Regions from separate parts of the Mus musculus genome. Here region 2 is linked to region 1. A link is a contact called in public HiChIP or PLAC-seq data. All regions are on one chromosome and are shown on one strand. The core of a region is the stretch at or near the end of the contact, and the rest is flanking DNA. Distances in the headings are between cores, read along the strand shown. Region 1 has its middle 5.8 kb from the start of Gm35550. Region 2 holds the start of Ddx11 (DEAD/H box helicase 11).

Region 1 (2,809 bases), core at 160-2,659:
AAAGCCTTCCCTCTCTAACAGAATAGTCATTTAGGCAGTTTCTTTGCTGCACATATCTCACATACAGTTGAGTAAATCAAGGTGGGAAGACTTGTCCATTGTGGGTGGAACCATTCCCTAAGCCAGGATCCTGGATTGAATGCAAGGGGGAAATTAAGTTTGATACTAGTGGTCCATCATTCCATTTACTGACTGTGAACACAATGTGACTAGCTGCTCCAAGACCCTGCAGTCTTGACTTCATCCACCACATAAACTGTTGTTCTTGGCAGAGTATGTTACCATAGCAACAGCAAAGTAACCAAGGTAGACATCTAACTAGTTGTTGGAAACAATTTAGCTTTTTAAAGCAGTGACTCGGTGAATCTTTCCTGGAAACTCTCTAGGTAGAGGTTAATTAGTGGTTAATTAATTAGATTAATCCAAAAGGTTAAGCCTGGGTCTTCAGTTAGGCATTAGTTAAGGGTTATACAGTAGCCTAGAAGACAACCATTAACATTGAGTTGAGTTTTGGTTTACCTACATAGGAATACAGAACTCTCTAGTCTAATGTCTCCCAAAATATTATGACAATCTTTAAGTATAAAAAAATTGATTGTCCCTTAGTACTCCAGTCTCACTATTGGAGGTGCTTTTGTGTTATAGGATTATATTGGTTTGTTCTGAGTTAGGGTGCAGCCTTGGCTGGGCTCAGAGATCATTTCATCTGCCTCATGGGTGCTCAGACTAACCATCATGCCTGGCTGATTGCTACTTTGAATTTTTAAAAATTATTTTATCTGGGTGGGTGTTTTGCCTATGTGTTTATCTGCATACCATGTGTATGCCTGGTACCCAAAGAGGCCAGGAAAGGGCACAGGACCCCTTAGAACTTGAATTACAAAGGGTTGTGAGCTGCCACGGAGGTCATGGGATCAAACCTGGGTCCTCTGGAAGAACAACCAGTGCTCTTAACTACTGAGCCCTCTCTCCAGCTCTTATAAGTTTTTTTTTCTTTTTAATCTAAATATAATTCTACCTTATAGAAAGTAGACTTAGGTTGTAGAGTGTCCTCTTGTGTGATCCTCCATCTCTGAGGCCAGCTGACTCCAGTTTTTCTCTGGTTTTGCAGACTTCTACAGCCAGCAAGGTTACATTGCTTTGGGCACTCCACTGTGTGTTTGAAGTGGTTAGAAGCCAGCGTAGCTCTAGCGGGGCAGAAACGGCTCAAGTTTGAAGCATTCCTGGTTCCTGGCAGCTCTCAAGCCTTCAGAGTCTATCCCTGTGCCCAGAACGGGAGGGTGGGGGGGAGATAGAGGAGAGGAGGAGGGAGTACACAATAACTTCATGCATATGTCTGGAGCTTGTAGCCGACTGAGAGTCTGTGTCAGTCAGCTTCCTGTCACGTGACAAAAGACACCCCCCCCCTTCAATCAACGTTAGAGAAGATGATGTTTATTGGGGGGCAGTCTGAGAGGCCTCCTCCAGGCTGCTTAGCCCTATCACACCGCACACCACGCTGCCAGTAGTGTACCAGGGCGGGAGTTCGTGGCTAGGGGTCCTGTCACTCAGTGTCCAGGAAGTAAGAGTGGAAGGGACCAGAATTCCAGAGTTGCAAGGGCACAGCCCATGACCTAAGCTCCCCTGGCCAGGCCCCTCTTCCAAATAGTTCTACGCCCTCCCTACAAAGCCACAGGCCAGACACTAAGCCTTCGACATCCCTGCCTTTGAGGAACATTCCAGAGCTAACTATAATAGCCTCTATTTTATATTGTGTAAAGAGGGGGAAATGAATTAATACTTCTTGTACATATACAAGAAACTGCAAGACCGGCTCTGGGCTCCCCTCCCTCCCCCCCTCCCCCCCCCCCCCCCCGGGAGGGTTCATAAAACCTGTACCCTGCTGTGTTCTGCTCAGTCCCGAGACTGCTTCCTTTACTTCCTGGGTGCTCAAGACCGCAGATTTTTAATGCTTTTCCTATAATGGAAAGGAATCGTAACTTCACAGAGCAGTCGGGTCCTGTGAGCTCTCCCGGGAGAGAGGGAAATGCTTGCTCCGCTCTGTGAGGTAGCAGGAAGTGCTAGGGGAGACAGGCTGACAAGGAGTAGCCACTGAAAGGCTCGCCTGAACCTAACGAAGATCAGGCACCCACTGAGGGCTCTCTCCCAAGAAACAGTCTCTGGCTTTAGGATCCATCTTTTGAAGTTTAGATGATCTGGGCTTTCAGTTTACTTGAGTCTCTCTCCTTAAAGTACTCTATTGCCTTTTTCCACCCGGGGCTACCTTGGGAGGCCAGGGAATAGAAGGGATGACAGAAGTAAGAAAGGCGGGACCTGCCTCCTCAGTCTACACTCCAGGAAAGAAAGGGCACAGGGGAGACATGCCCGAGCTCCACCCAGCCTCGCTCAGGCAGAGGGAGGTGAGAGCCCTTTGAAGACTCACTCTTGGGCATCAGAACCTGCCCCTGAAATCCCAGAGAGATTTCTTTCAAATTACAAAAGGGAGGCTGATTAGACAGTTGCCAAACAGACATGAGTGAGGCCTTGGGTTTGCTCCCCAGCCAAAACCACACATGCACAATGTATGTGTGGAGGGCTCATTTTGTGTATTCTAAAGATGAGAGTCTAGTTATTCACTTTTAAGCGATGTACACACAAGTACAATCTTACAAGACATAAATGTATCAGTGGTGGTGCACACCCATATGGCCTGAGCTTCAACTGCTGGGGAGAGACTGTCTATTGGAGACCAGCCAGGGTCTTTGGAGCAAGATCCCGTCTCATCCCCTCCCTCAAAATGGAAAGTACACTGAATCTATTTCACTGTGAC
Region 2 (2,809 bases), core at 112-2,611, 220 kb before region 1:
ACGACTACCCAGGTGGAGAAAGCACCGAGCAAAACAAAACAACAAAAACTAAAGGCCACACAACAAATTTAAGAAAATGCAGTAATAAAAAGAGCTATGCAACTGGAAAACCACTAAAACACGAAGAGAGGGTAAAGAAATGTAGCCAACAAGAGATGGAGAGATGGCGGAGTAGTTAAGAACACTGGCTGCTCTTCCAGAGGACCCAGGTTCAATTCCTAGCACCCACACAGCAACTCACAATTGTTTCTAACTCCAGTTCTAGAGGATCCAGACATACAAACTATGCATAAAATAGTAAAAGTAAGTTTTTAAAGGTAACCACAGATTCTGAGCATCTAACATGTGTTAAGCACTCTTCAGAGCCCCCACCCCACCCCCTTCTTAATTTCACTTAACCTATCACGGATATCATGACAGAACTGCTGGCTGGAGACACTGCTCACTAGTGGAGCCCTCGCCTAGCAGCTGCCCAGAGCTTAATCTACAACCGAAAGCGGCTGGGTGTTAAGGAGTAAGTAGCATTAAAGAAGAAAAAGTACGCATTTAACCCAGGTGCGAAGCGCTCTGCTATGGTCAAGCTCACCTAAGTACAACAGAGAACTTAGCAAGGCTAAACAGGAGATTTCCTGAAATGATGCACTCGGAGGTGAAGAATGTCGCCGTCTGGGAAAACCAGGAACCCGGGCTGCGGGCAGGCAGGGAAACCCTGTACATGAGAACTGCAAGCTAGCCGGGATTTCAGGACAGGGTCCTGCATGCAGGGACCATGTATTTATTATTTAATCCTACTTTTATGCCACTTCCATCAAAATGTGGTCGACTTCCCGAACTTCCTCAACCTTAAAAAAAAGGGGGGGGGGGCAGTGCAGCCGAGAATGCAACAGTATGGTCCCTGAGGCACACTGCCAAATTGGATCTCAAGTTCATTATCAGTCAACCTGTGTCTTCACCTGACTTCACTATATACAATAACCCCTGAAAATCGTTTAAAACAGACTCTCTACATTTTAGAATCCAACCTGTTACGTACACTCACCGAAGGCGCCACTATACTTGGGCTGCCACTCGCTCCAATCCATCCCACGCCGCCTCCGCCCCCACGTCCGGCCGTAGGGCGCGCTCGGCTAACCCTGCCCCCTGGCAGCCTCCTCGGCTTCCGCCTCCGCTCGAGTGTGCCCTTCTCACCTCTCTGCCTTCGGTCGCAGCGCTTCTCCCACACAGCACCGAACTCGATCGCCACCGCAGGACCGCCTCACTGAGGCCGGCAAGCGAGCCTGGCCGCCGCGGCTGAATTTAAACTGCAGTTTCACTGAAGGAGCATGCGCGCACGCAGAAAACCCTCCACGTGGCCACGCCCCCGAGCCACTGCGCCTGCGCGCTGCCGCTCAACCGCGGGCCTTGTGCTTCAATATTGCCTGGATTAGAACTGTGTTTGAGCTTTGATCTAACCTTCCATATTAGTTTTTTTGTATTACCGGCTATTGGGGGTTGTTGTTGTTGTTTCCCCAGAAATATTGCGCTTTTTAAAAAATTGTATTTATTTAATGTATGAGTGCTCTGCTGCATATACATCCGCAATTGCCCGAAGAGGACATCAGATCTCCCTAAAGATGGCTGTGAGCCAGAATGTGCTTGCTGAGAATTGAACTCAGGACCTCTGGAAGCGCAGCCAGTGTTCTTAACCGATGAGCCATCTCACCAGCCCCCAAGATTCAAATAGATTTCTCAAAGAATGTTAAATGTAGAAAAGAGAAACTATCAAATATCAGATGTATACAAGCCACTAAGTACTAAGAGGGTTTTTGATGAGGTCATTCATCATGCATGTATTTATGTTTCCTCCTTACTATAGATATTGAATCTGTTTCACAATCATGACAAAGGTGTACTACTATGGTGATTGTTTTTAGAAACTGTTCCTGTAGTGTAACGCAGAATTAAAAAAAATTGACAGGCTCTGGGGAACAGTAAGTCCATTGAGATTTGGTTTTCTGTCACTAGTTACAAAAGCACACACAGCACGGGAGGTGTAGCAATTGGTCACTATAAACGTCTCTGTTTATTGCACTAGGGACACTGAACATGATCCATTTTCAGAGGCTGTGGCTAAAAATCCTAACCACACCCTCAAGCTTGGTGCCCTTCTCGCTCTTTTGCAGAGAGATGTAAGAAAGATTAGTTCTTTGCCCTTTAGTGTCCATTTTATAGGGAGCCTGGCAGTTGTGGGATTTAGTCCCCAGTGGGATCTGTGAGCCTTTGATTATTCTGTTGGTTCTGTTGTCATCTATACATATGCTTGAAAGGCTCAAGACAGAGCTTGCAGTAGAAGAGGGAGAAGGGCTATATGTGATTTCGCTTCTAGCTCCTTAACCCCAATTCCGGGCTCTGGGACTGAGTTACTGTTCCCTAAAGTTTGATTGTATCAAGTTTCAGAGTGGAGGGCTATGTCTGATTATCTCAGCGCTCTCTCTCTCTCTCTCTCTCTTCCCAAGACAGGGTTTCTCTGTGTAGCCCTGGCTGTCCTGGAACTCCCTCAGTAGACCAGGCTGGCCCCAAATGCAAAGATCCACCTGCCTCTGCCTCCTGAGTGCTGGGATTAAAGGCCTGCACTGTCTGGTGAAAACCCAGGATCTTAAGCAGTCCTAAGACTCAATGTTCTTAGGGCCTCTGTTTGGAAAGCATCGTCTTGTCCCTGTAGATATTCTAAAAACCAAAAACAGGACTGGAGAGACGGCTCAGCAGTTAAGAGCACTGACTGTTCTTCCAGAGGTCCTGAGTTCAATTCCCAGCAACCACATGGTGGCTC

The links. HiChIP or PLAC-seq counts read pairs in DNA pulled down with a chosen protein or histone mark.
Region 2: an H3K4me3 HiChIP or PLAC-seq map of bone marrow-derived macrophages shows a contact between it and region 1, with 4 times the contacts expected there. The contact joins the promoter of Ddx11 here to the enhancer-like site in region 1. A contact is called at or near these places in 11 of 39 promoter capture datasets (the C10 cell line, the HPC-7 cell line, cranial neural crest and 8 more), 18 of 115 datasets of contacts at active chromatin or transcription factors (the 230-238 cell line, T-cell acute lymphoblastic leukemia, bone marrow-derived macrophages and 11 more) and 3 of 9 other capture datasets (adipose tissue, liver and pancreatic islet).

The regions. Positions count from the first base shown.
Region 1 is chr17:65,905,776-65,908,584 of GRCm38.p6, reverse strand. No RefSeq gene overlaps it. Among named protein-coding and RNA genes, the nearest start is that of Gm35550, 5.8 kb to the left of the region's middle. Within about 2 kb of position 1,409, at least 120 of the 459 cell types and tissues checked have an H3K27ac peak or open chromatin away from gene starts, as enhancers often do. A contact at or near this core is called in the HPC-7 cell line, T-cell acute lymphoblastic leukemia, adipose tissue and 7 more, where this site is marked.
Region 2 is chr17:66,122,072-66,124,880 of GRCm38.p6, reverse strand. Ddx11 (DEAD/H box helicase 11) reads right to left here and starts at 1,361. Exons shown (of 27, transcript NM_001348292.1): 1 at 1,189-1,361.